Linked DNA regions of Sus scrofa: region 2 is linked to region 1. The links are chromatin contacts, called in public HiChIP or PLAC-seq maps. All regions are on one chromosome and are shown on one strand. Each heading gives the region's core, a stretch centred on a gene start, on an enhancer-like site or on the middle of the called end of the contact. The rest is flanking DNA. Distances are from core to core; before and after follow the strand shown. Region 1 overlaps PIP5K1B (phosphatidylinositol 4-phosphate 5-kinase type-1 beta). Region 2 overlaps TJP2 (tight junction protein 2).

Region 1 (5,816 bases), core at 1,420-3,919:
TTTTGTTTGCCATTCTTTCTATCTACCTATCTAGCTAAGGAAGATACAGAAAATATCATTAAGGAAGTGTAATATAAAAAATTGTTATTGAATACTTTCATATTTTGTCTTAACTGTAAAAGGCAAAAAGAAAAGAACATTCCACAATTCTACCTTAACAAAACCTAATAATTTCCCCTGATTTCCTCTGGCAAGTCACTGACCCTCAGTTAACAGACATTGCCCCAGGCAGTTGACTCCAGCTATAGCTTTAACCACAGAGGTTCCTCAAACAAATCCACAGTCCTATTGTTGCTTACTGTCAGAAATTTGAGTCACACTGTATCTCTGTCTAACAGATGATGCCCTGGTTTCTTAGGAGGTGGAGAGGAAGGACCTGTTGGCAAGGAAACAGTTGCTTCCTTCCTGAGCCAAGGAAAACCAAGGTGACAGATGGGCAGAGCAGAAAAGCAGCCAAAAGATGCTCTGGCTCCTTGCTGGCAAGGATTTTCACTGAGGCATGACTGGATATCATAAAGATTATTAATGATTGAGAGCAATTCATCTGCCTGGGTGTTCTGCTGAAGTTCAACAGGGCTTCCCACACATTTTCTGTATTGAAAAAATTTAATGTTTGCAGTGGTACAAAGAACCTGGCCTCAGCCTATGTACAGTGGGCCAAGACTGTAAGGCACTGTCCCATTTCACATTAGGATTATGCCCCAAAGAATACCTTTTTTAGCTTAAAAAAAAAAAGAAAGAAAAATCCTGTATAGGAGTTATATTTTTATGACTTATGGATTTACTATTAAAATTTCATTAGAAAATGTTTTTTAATATTTACTTTTATATATTTAATTTTAAAAGATTTGGTGCAAATTTTTGTATTTTGTTCCTTTATCACCCTCTCCCAATCCACTTCTGTACTAGAAAATTAAATATTTGAGGATTCCTGGGTAAAATAGACAACCACTGGATGGATATAACTAACAGTTAAAAAACAAGTGTACATAGGTAAGTTACTGTACTTCATCAAATAGAAATTAGCAATCACTGAAAATAACATTAAAAAATTAGTGTGGGCATGAAGTATGGAATTTTAAAACATCAGTTTACTATGCTGATTAATTCAACATTTATATTTGCATCAGAACTTAATAATCCCATAAATAAATAGAGCTCTCAGTTATTTTAAAAAATCAAGGGATAACATATGTATTTAGACATATTAGCAGCATAAAGATGTATGCTTCAACACACTTATTGGGAAAACGTCTGAAAATATTACTACACTGAAGTCAAGGGCATCTGCAGGAACCTGACATAAAGTTCTCTAGAATAACAACATTTCAGGAAATTCCAAAAAAGGAAAAGGGTCAAATAGGAAATAGCCTCAAATTAATCGACAAAGTTCAGTGCTTGCTCCAGCTTGATTTTTCTCTCCATTGCAAAGACAAAAACAAAACCGAGTCTCAGGATGGGTGGGTGAATCACTTAGATGAAAGTTCATCTACTGGAATAAATGGAGACGCCGCTTGGGCAGGCGATACAGGAGAGTCGGTGGTAGTGCTGACTTTCGCTGGTGAGTTACAAGAAGATCCGGCACTGCTGCTGTTTCCATCAAGGGTATCGGAAGATACACACACACCAGGATCTGACAGTTGTGCAACGTCAGAAGAAAGCATGTTGGTGATGCCCTGGAAAAATCTCTTTGGCTGATATTCAGTTTCCATTTCACATTTTCTTTTCAATGGTCCAAGAACACTTGGTCTAATGCAATTAATGGGACTCTGGCTTCTGCGGGTAGTAAATCGGGTCGTTGGGCTGGGAATAGGACTTGGAGGCAATCCATTGCTACTCACAAAACTTTGCAAAGACGGTGAAAAACACTGCTTTCCAATTCCCCGGGTGGGTGACGGTGCTGGTGACACTGGAATGAAATCAATGCGTTTCGGGGAGGCGGATTTCTCCACGTCGTTGTCACTCAGGCTGAAACTTTCCTCCCAGGAGTGGCTTATCTGCATTGCGTTCTGCACCTCGCGCTCGTGGACCGTCTCTCGGTTGATCAAGTCCATGCCCTCCTCTTGTTTGATCTGGTGCAAGCGGCTGCTGTGCATGCGGACGGGGGAGGCTGGTAGCAGCAGGCCGTGGCGGTTCGGGAACGTTGTGCTGTTCCGCCTGGCGCTCGGCGCCTCGGCCTGGAACACCGGCGAAGTGTCACTGAGGCCGTGGATGAGGGGGGCGCTGTTAGACCTCCTGAGGCCCCCGCCGCCACCACTGCCGCCGCCCTCCGCCGGGCTCCCACCCGTGCCCGGAGGCAGCTCCAGGTCTAGCTCCATCTTCTCCTGAGCCATGTCGGGGGCAGGGAGGCGGGGGCGGTGCTCAGTCAGAGACCTAGGATTCCCATTCCCCGCAATACAGGGCCGCCGCCGCCACCACCGCCACCGCGAATCTGTCAGCGGGCTCGTGCCTTGCGCATGCGTGTCTCTTTGCGCAGGCGCCCTGAGCTGTCTCTCCTCACAGCGCCTGCTTAATGCGTAATAGCCGCGCCGCAGGCCTGGCGGGAGGGGCGAGGAATGTTTGGGCAGCCAGTGGGCACGTTCCTTCCGCTAATAAGCACTGGGCGCAAACTTGCTTTAATGCCTGTTAATGTTAAGGAGTATATACTTATAAAATATAAACAAACATATTCAGGAGTATATTTTTATAAAATAAGAGCTCTGAGAGAGAGGCCCCTGGCGGTGTGGGACTGTATGATGAGGAGTAATATTTGGCCTAACAAGAAAGGGCTTCCCTGAGGAAGGGACATCTCCTGAGATCCCAAGAAGCCTGAGAAAAGGATGCGGTGTAGAACTGCTTGGGAAGCAGAGAAGAGAGTGGCTGGCAGGAACCAGGAAGGAAGGGAGGGAGTGAGTGTGGCCTGGAGTGGAGGGTGAGCTGGGTGGGACCTAAGGTTGGTAGAGCAGGGTCGGTCCTGAGAACAATGAAAACGTGGAAGTTTTTCCTGCATGGAAAACTGAAAGCAACTGAAAGAATGAAAGGACTCAAGTCTGGAGAAGACATTAAAATCTTCGGAAAAAAGCCAGAGAGGAGGCCACCCTCTAGGCCCTAGATGATGGTAATCTGCACAAGGTGGTACGTGGGAGAGGAGTTGGAGAGAATGGTAAATCAGAACTATTTAGGTCACAGGGGAAGAAAACCAACGTGTGTGTAATTCTATTAACTATTTACTATTGTTTTACTTATAGTCATTTCTGGCACAGGCATATGTGCTCAATCATGTTCATAATGAGGGATGAAATGAAGGGAAAACCAACGGGTCCTCAAATGTAATGAAAACACAATAGTTGGCTAGTGTGATTAATATAAACTTTCATATCTCATTACAAATCGGTTTGTATTTATTCTTTTTTTTTTTTTTTTTTTTTTTTTTTTTTTTGGTTTTTAGGGCCATACACATGGCATATGGAGGTTCCCAGGCTAGGGGTCAAATCGGAGCTGTAGCTGCCAGCCTACACCACAGCCATAGCAACGTGGGATCTGAGCCAAGTCTGCAGCCTACACCACACCTCACTGAAACACGGGATCCTTAACCCACTGAATGAGGCCAGGGATGGAACCTGCAACCTCATGGTTCCTAGTCAGATTCGTTTCCACTGTGCCATGATGGGAACTCCGGTTTGTATTTATTCTTTCATGTACTCAGTCATATTTTTTTCTATGTACCAATTATGTGCCAGGCACTGCAGTGGTAGGAATTAGGCCCTAATGTTTAGGACATTTAATTTCTCCTGGAGGGTGGGGAAGGATAAATGTGTAGGCTATTTTCAGATAGTGGCAAATCTTAGGAATAAATGGAGTGGAAAAAATAGAGCAGCACTGGTAGGAAGGAGGGGCCAATCAGATAAAACTGAGATCTAAATGATAAGAAGCAATCATGTTGACATCTGGGGGATAAATATTCCAACCATAGAGAATAGCAGGTGCAAAGATCCAAGGCAGACATGGGTGTGGTCAGCTGGCAAGAAAAGTAAAAAGGGCCCTACAGCTGAAGTATAAGGGGGAGAGTGGTATGAGGAGGTAAAGGAGTTTGGATCTTACAAGTGTTATGAGAAGCAACTGAGGAGTTTCAAGCAGGAGAATGATATTATCTGGTTTAAGTTTTAAATATCACTTTGGCTCTGTGGAAGATAGGCTGAAAGAGGGCAAGAGTGGAGAGAGAAAGATGGATTAGGAACCTATGGCAACATTTCAGGTAAGAGAGTATTTTCTATCTAGGATTCTACCTGTGATGACAGGGAGAAGTAGATGGATTCAGGATATGTTTTGTAAAGCAAACCAATAGGATGTGCAGACAGATTAGATTTAGATGGCAAAAGAAATAGATAATTCCAAGGCAGCTCATGGATGTTTTACTTAAATTGGGTAGAGGGCAGTATAATTTACTGGGATAGAGAAAGTACATTTAGAGGAGTAAAAATTAAGAGTTCTGTTTTGGTTGATTTGAGTTGGAAGTGTTCATTAGATATCCATGTGTCTATCTGAACTGAAAGAGAGCTTAGTGATTTTTGTTCAGCCCTCTTTTTGCAACTGAAGGAAGAAAGATCCAGGGAGGCTGGCAGTCAGCATCACATAGCTTATTTAATAGTGGAAACCAGTACTAGAATCCAGTATGAGAATCCTAGTCCCTGCCCTTTTCACTGTATCTCAAACAACTTTTAATTTGAAGGCCCTGTAAAACACAGATTCTGCTCATGAAATAAGGTAGATTATTCATACCTATAATTAATAGAAACTGACTTAAGCTTTCCAAGTGCCAGACACTATTCAAAGTGGATCACCTATAGAATCTCATTTAATCCCCACCATAACCCTATCAAGTAGGTATCACTATTCCACTTTGCAGGGGAAACTGAGACGCAGGGATTAAGTAATGCAGCCAGGGTGACAAGACATAGTGGGACCTGGTCTTTCTGGCTCCAGAGCATGGACATGAGGTAGCGCCCTCGACATGCAGACTAGGAGAAACCACATCCAGACTGTTCATACCTTTGTGAGTACAATAGTATTTCAGACAGAATTTGAAGACAGGTACGATTTTCATAGAGAGATAAATTAAAGTTGGAGTCTGAGAATTGGAGTTCCAAATGGCAGGCAAAAGTTCTGAATGCCAGGCAAAAGTGCTGCATTTAACATGTGGGGCAATAGGGAGCCAATGAAGGTTTTTGACAAGAGAAATGACACAGTAAGAGCTATGCTTTAGGGCCTGACAGATGGATCACAGATAGAGGAAGGATATAATGTAGAAAGAACCAACCTTTTCTAAGTGCCCAATGCTTCCAGGCTCTTTAAACACTCTCTAGTCCCACTTCTCACTGTAATCCTGTAAAGCAGATACTGCTGCTCTCATTTTACAAAGAGACAACTGAGTTTCAAAAACTGCAAAAGGCCCTACATGGAGGAACACAGATCTGGACCAATTAGCATCAAGATCTCACTTCAAAACCTATATTCATTTTGTTGCTTTCCCTTTGAATTAAAGATGAAAATCTGCAAGTTAATTCCAAGATGAAAGGAGGGTCTAAAGTTGAGAACGGCAAAAAACTGAAGAGGATGTGGAGAGAGGAAGATAATAACCCTGACTGCTTGGATGTACAAAGGATGAAGAGAGAAGTCACAAATGACTGAAGTTCAGGAGCAACTGAAAGAATGGTACAAACATTTTAAATAAAAACAAGAGCTTCCAGAAGAAAATCTGTATTAGATGGGTAGAAAAAAAGCATTAAGTATAGAGCTAATTTTTATAATATCCATAGCATATTGCTAATTTGTATATT
Region 2 (5,816 bases), core at 834-3,333, 420 kb before region 1:
GACATGAACAAGTTGCTTAACATTTCTGAACCTCAATGTCCTCACCTATGAAATCAGGTTTTAACGTCTACGCGCTCACTTGGTGGGGAGGACTCGATGAGGTCTATACCAGGGCTAACATGCATCACCCACAAGGCTTCCTTCTCTCACTTCACTAGAGAAAAGCCTGACCTGAGCCCCCACAGGATTAGACATTTTACAGAAACACCAGGAGTTGTGCTGGACACTTGAGAGCAAGCCAATGAACAACTGAGAGAAAACACAGCTGGACCAATCTCATTTCAGTTTTTGTGGGACTTCTCCGTTCTCTTCCTTTCACCTTCCCTCATTTACTGAGCAACTATTCTGTGCCTGGACTAGTAATGCCAAGAACCAGACTTGTCCCCGGAACTCACAATCCACCCGCCAAGGTTAAAAGTGACACCCCTAGCAACATGAGACAGAGTCCAGGCCTCGCTGAAAACACACTGCTCTTCTGAAAGGATAAACACATACACTGAAGTTTATATCTAGCTGAGGATAGTGTTTGCGGTTCTAAAACATTTTTCCAAGCATTTGTTTTTTTTGTTGTTGTTGTTGTTGTTATTGTTTTGGGGGCCGCACCTGCAGCATATGGAGGTTCCCAGGCTAGGGGTCCAATCAGAGCTGAAACTACACTGGCCTACACCACAGCCACAGCAACACAGGATCTGAGCCGCATCTGCCATATACCCCACAGCTCACAGCAACACTGGATCCTTAACCCACTAAGCGAAAGCAGCGATTGAACCTGCGTCCTCATGATGCTAATCAGGTTCAGGGGTTCTCTAACCTCTGAACCATGATGGGAACTCCAAGCATTTGTTTTGATTAAGCTCATTTCAATTAAAAAGCTTATGGGTGGGGGGATATGAAAGCTTATGCTGCTTCTCATGAAGATAATGGATGTCCATGTAGCAGACTACAAAAACAGAGCCAACATATCCAAATGGGAAGAGATGAAAGAGACACGCAGACAGACAGACATGACAGCACCCTAGTTTCTAAGGACAATCAGCTGCATAAATCATTATTCCAAATATAAAGCCAAAAGGGCAAAGCTGATGATTGTCTGGAATGATACGACTGCTGTTCTCTCAGGATGGTTCACTGCTGAGGATATAATCCAATCAGGTCAACATTTCTATGGAATCATCCAATCACACTCAAAGACAACTTCGAGCAATGCAAATGTTACTCAGAGCTTATTACTACACTAAGCCAAAGGAGCTTCCTTCCCCCCCAGCAACATGTGTACTCTCCTTGGCTCCTGTTCTATTAATAGGCCAGAGAGACTCTTTAAGGCAGAGCATACTGACTGCAAATATTCTGAGGTGATAAACAGCAAAAACATTACCAATGTATGATTTCTACACAAAGTAAATCACAAAAACAAAATTTAAGAAATTCAGAAAGCTGAGCAATGCCTGAACTAATTTTATTTTCAAGCTAGTTCTGGTTCCTCACATTTTGTAAAGAAATAGCCCACAGAGAACTTTATCTTTAAAAAGCCAGTGGCTAATCAGTTCCCAAATGTGAAGAGGTTTCAAGGACTGAGGAGGATACGCAATGTCAGCTGCCTTTCCCTAAGCTTTTGTGGAATCAGTTCATGCCAGAACTTGACTTTTTTAATTTTTAAAGGATAATTTCAAATAAAAATAAAAGCCATTTTACAAAAATACACAAAGCAGCACTACACATTCCTTCCTCGGGCTGTAACGCTATTAGCTGAAATATTTATAGACCCCTGGATCAGAAATACATATATGTTTAAAACCAATCATTTCTGTGGAAGGAGTGAATTGGGTCAGTGCCCTTAAGAAGCTCCCCTTCAGCTCTATTTTCTGCTCTCCAAACAAAGAAAGCCTTTGTGCATTGTATTAGCCACTGTAAACTGTTTGGACACCCATTGTCAGCCCTGGCTGACTGGATCGGTCTGGTGAAAAAGAGATAAAACAGGAGATCCTGTCAATATATTTCTAGCACATTCAAATCTAAGCACGCCAGCTCACCCTAACTGAGAAACCAGTGGCTAGGATGAAGTTACTGCTCATGCTTATCTTGACCCTTGGAATATTTGATTTCCTTATCGCTTCAAATTTCTCCGCAAGGAGTCTTCGGAAAGGGCACCGTAGCTCTAAATCCAAAAGAAAACACTGATGAATAAATTGCTTGGCCATGCTGATTCTAGCCACTCACCGGAAAGCAAGTAAGGTCCCTAATCAGTCAGGGTTATAGGGAAAATTATTTGAATGAGAGTGAAGATTCACAGACATTCTAAAGGAAGAAAAACTCATTCTTTCCACATGTGACATCATCATAAGGATGATTTTGCAGAAGGTGAGTCATGATTTCTAAATGTCTCAAGAGCTATACATGATGGCTCGTATTTCACAAGCAGGACAGCTAAATGTTGGGGTGGACTAGAGCATGCCGTCAGCCTGAGATGTGAGACCCAAAACAGGATAAAGATCGAAATCTCTTTCCATTTATGTTGATAAAAGAAGACAGAGGGAGAAAAGGGAGACATTCCCTTCAGCCCACCTATAAACCAGATACATACCTTTTATTTTCTTAAAAACCAACAAATCAAAAGGACTTCAAAAAGAAAACACTCATTTTTGTTTCATAAAATTATGCATCAAAAAACAGCAGCTCTTAGAATCAAGCCACCTCTCAGACTGTACTAATTTATAGGCTTCCAAATTATAATTTCTCAAACTTACTCATATATAAAAGTACTGGAGTCCCCATTATGGCTCAGTGGTTAACGAATCCGACTAAGAACCATGAGGTTGTGGGTTCGATCCCTGGCCTCGCTCAGTGGGTTAAGGATCCGGCGTTGCCATGAGCTGTGGTGTAGGTCACAGACGCGGCTCGGATCCCGCATTGCTGTGGCTCTGGCATAGGCCAGCAGCTACAGCCCCAATTAGACCCCTAGCCTAGGAACCTCCATATGCCTTGGGAGCGGCTCTAGAAACACCAAAAAGCCAACAAAAAAAAAAAAAAGAAAGAAAGAAAGAAAAGTACCTAAAACCACAGAGCAGCGAGAACTTGAGTCCCTTCAGGTAGGACATACATATGGCTGTGTCAACACTGCACTAGGTGACTATAGAGTCAAAGGACTGATTCTGAACACGAATAATAGAAAGAAGCCCCATCACATTTTTCAGTAATAATGATGATACAAGTAAATTATAACTGCTACCATTTAAGCTGCTTTTGCATCCCCAAGAGGCATCTATGCCATTTCTTGTTTGCTGACACTCAGCTTCTACTCCCAGAGGCCAGAATCCCACGACTCCCTTGCCAACAGGATGTCAATGAGGTGCAAGTATTTATTTAAGTTCTTAAAGGATGAAGGGAAGCAGATGCCATTCGTTTTCCTTTTCCTGTAGCAGCAGTCATGGGTAAAAACTGATTTTCCAGACCTGAGCTTTGCTGCTATCCCCAAGCTCCCTACCGCATCAGCCTCCTCTGAAGAAAGGTGAGATGGTTTTTTTGAAGGTTCTGGCTCTGAGCAGCAGCAGCGTTCTAACTCTGGTGGTGGGGGGGGGGGGTAGGTAGTGGCACAAATCAGAGAATTAGTAGTGGGATCTTGGTTGTCATCCTCCAGGCTTTTGTTCTGGAGGCACCTAATTCTCTCTGTTAAATCTCTTTCACCTTGAAATAGCTAGAATGATGTCTGTTTTCTTCACTGAATCCTGACCGAAAGGGTAAATAATGTATATTACAGCTGAGAAAACCAACCCTTAGAAAAGTATGCTACCCAAGGCCAAGAAAGTGTCAGGACAAAAAGAATTCAAACAAGGTCTGCCTGACTTCGACATCACTAAATGAAAGTTAAACACACAGAGTGAAAGTTAAACATATCTCCAACCCATGACCCAGCAATCCTACTCCTAGGAACTTACACAAGAGAAATGGGTACATAAGCCTACAGAACAAAGTGTAGGTGATTTTCTTTTCTTTTCTTTCTTTCTTTCCTTCTTTTTTTGGCTGCACCTGTGCTATATGAAAGGTCCTGAGCCAGGAATTCACCCACACCACAGCAGTGACAATGCCAGATCCTTAACCTAAAGCCACCAGGGAACTCTGAAGATTATTTTCATGGAAGCTTTATTCATAATAGAAACAAAACAAAAAGCTGACAACAATCCAACTATCCATCCACAAAAGAATCAATGAACAAACAAACTCTTATAAACGGAGTATTAACTACTCAGCAATAAAAAAAAGACTACTGAATCACACAACATCACAGATGAATCTCACAAAGGTTACTCTAAGGAGAGAAATCAAACACCAAATGGCTTTTTTGGGTTTTATTTATTTGTTTCTTGTTGCTTTTTAGGGTTACATCTGCAGCATACGGAGGTTCCCAGGTTAGCCACAGCTGCCAGCTTACACCACAGCCACAGCAACTCGGGATCTGAACCTCATCTTCAACCTACACCACAGTTCATGGCAACGCCAAATCCTTAACCCATTGAGCGAGGCCAGGGATTGAACCCACAACCTCATGGATACTAGTCAGGTTTGTTCCCGCTGAGCCACAATGGGAACTCCCCAAACACCAAATGTTGATTTCATGTATACAGCTTCTCTCGAGGTGAAGCAAAACTACACTAGGCTGAGAGCCATCAAAAGAGAGGTTCCCTTGTGGGCGCGTGGGATGGTAGCAGTCAGAAAAGTGGCGGGAGAGAAACCTGTAAAGTGATGGAAATTTCTATTTTTTGGTCTAGGTGGTGATCATACAGGTGAATACATTCATGTAAAAAAGTACATTCTAGATAGTGGCAGAGGTTACACAACCTTATGCCACTGAACTGTACACTTTAAAATGGTGGATCTCGTGTGTGTTTTACAATTTAAAAAAAATTACCAAGCTCTCCACTTCGGAGTTGTGCACTTTACACTTCAATAAAACACCATGAAAATGATACTATAGAAAAAGCTTCCCTGTAAATAAGCAGGCTTTGGAGGTCAGACCCAAGATACCACCAGTCCACAGGAAAAATGTTCTCGGTTTCAGGTAAATGTGTCTCACCTCAGTTCTTCGGTAAATTGAGTTTAACCTTTCCCAACTCTTCGGTAAAGACATCTGCAAACTATACATTTAAGCAGAATCAGCTGACTAAACATGTCTCCCAGATCTCCGATTAAAATCCAAAATCAAGATCTGCTAGAAAAAAGGCCACCAATGTTCAAAATGAACTCCGTGCCTCTTTATCTCAACATGTCACCACTTTGCCTGTTTTCAGAGTTTAACAAAACACCAGGAGGAAAAGCACCAAGGTTTTCAGTTCCATTTCTGGAAGATTTCAATAGGTGTCAGAGCTGCCGCAAAGCTCTCTCCCTTCTTAAAACTCACCCAGACACTAAACAGACCAGGCTGAGGCGGGCGAAGGGCTCTCCCTGAAGTTAGGCCGAAAAACTCAGATGTGCTTGAAGTAACCCTGAAACGTGGCTGCTGGCAAATGATTTCACATCAGTCAGTGAATGGGTAATGAGGTCTTGTGACAGTCACCAGGAGGCCTGTCTTCAGCGTGTTTGCGAGGTACAAATCAGAAGGGGCTCCCAAGGGTAGGCCTGCCTTACCTTCCACACTCATGCTACAGGCAATATGGTCCCTGGGAGATAGGTCCACAGGGAAAGAAGTGGGTGCCGGACACTCCCAGGATGCAGCTTTTACTGGGAAAGGCAGAAGGGAGGAAGAAGGAGTGATTTTCAAGCTCTGCGAGATGGTTGCAGTTGCTGGCTTGGGACTGCAGGGGGAGGAAGGGAATTCAGCCCCC

Evidence for each region. HiChIP or PLAC-seq counts read pairs in DNA pulled down with a chosen protein or histone mark.
Region 2: a contact with region 1 is called in an H3K27ac HiChIP or PLAC-seq map of alveolar macrophages. The contact joins two enhancer-like sites. A contact is called at or near these places in 1 of 47 Hi-C or Micro-C datasets (embryonic fibroblasts) and 1 of 2 datasets of contacts at active chromatin or transcription factors (alveolar macrophages).

Annotation. Positions count from the first base shown.
Region 1 is chr1:222,116,379-222,122,194 of Sscrofa11.1, reverse strand. All of the region lies in intron 1 of PIP5K1B (phosphatidylinositol 4-phosphate 5-kinase type-1 beta), which reads right to left. FAM122A (protein FAM122A) reads right to left here. Exons shown (of 2, transcript XM_021085089.1): 2 at 1-2,588. The coding sequence ends at 1,470. Among named protein-coding and RNA genes, the nearest start is that of FAM122A, 5.0 kb to the right of the region's middle. Within about 2 kb of position 2,669, at least 77 of the 83 cell types and tissues checked have an H3K27ac peak or open chromatin away from gene starts, as enhancers often do. A contact at or near this core is called in alveolar macrophages, where this site is marked.
Region 2 is chr1:222,533,823-222,539,638 of Sscrofa11.1, reverse strand. The region is part of intron 2 of TJP2 (tight junction protein 2); the gene reads right to left. Among named protein-coding and RNA genes, the nearest start is that of TJP2, 62 kb to the right of the region's middle. Within about 2 kb of position 2,083, at least 21 of the 83 cell types and tissues checked have an H3K27ac peak or open chromatin away from gene starts, as enhancers often do. A contact at or near this core is called in alveolar macrophages, where this site is marked.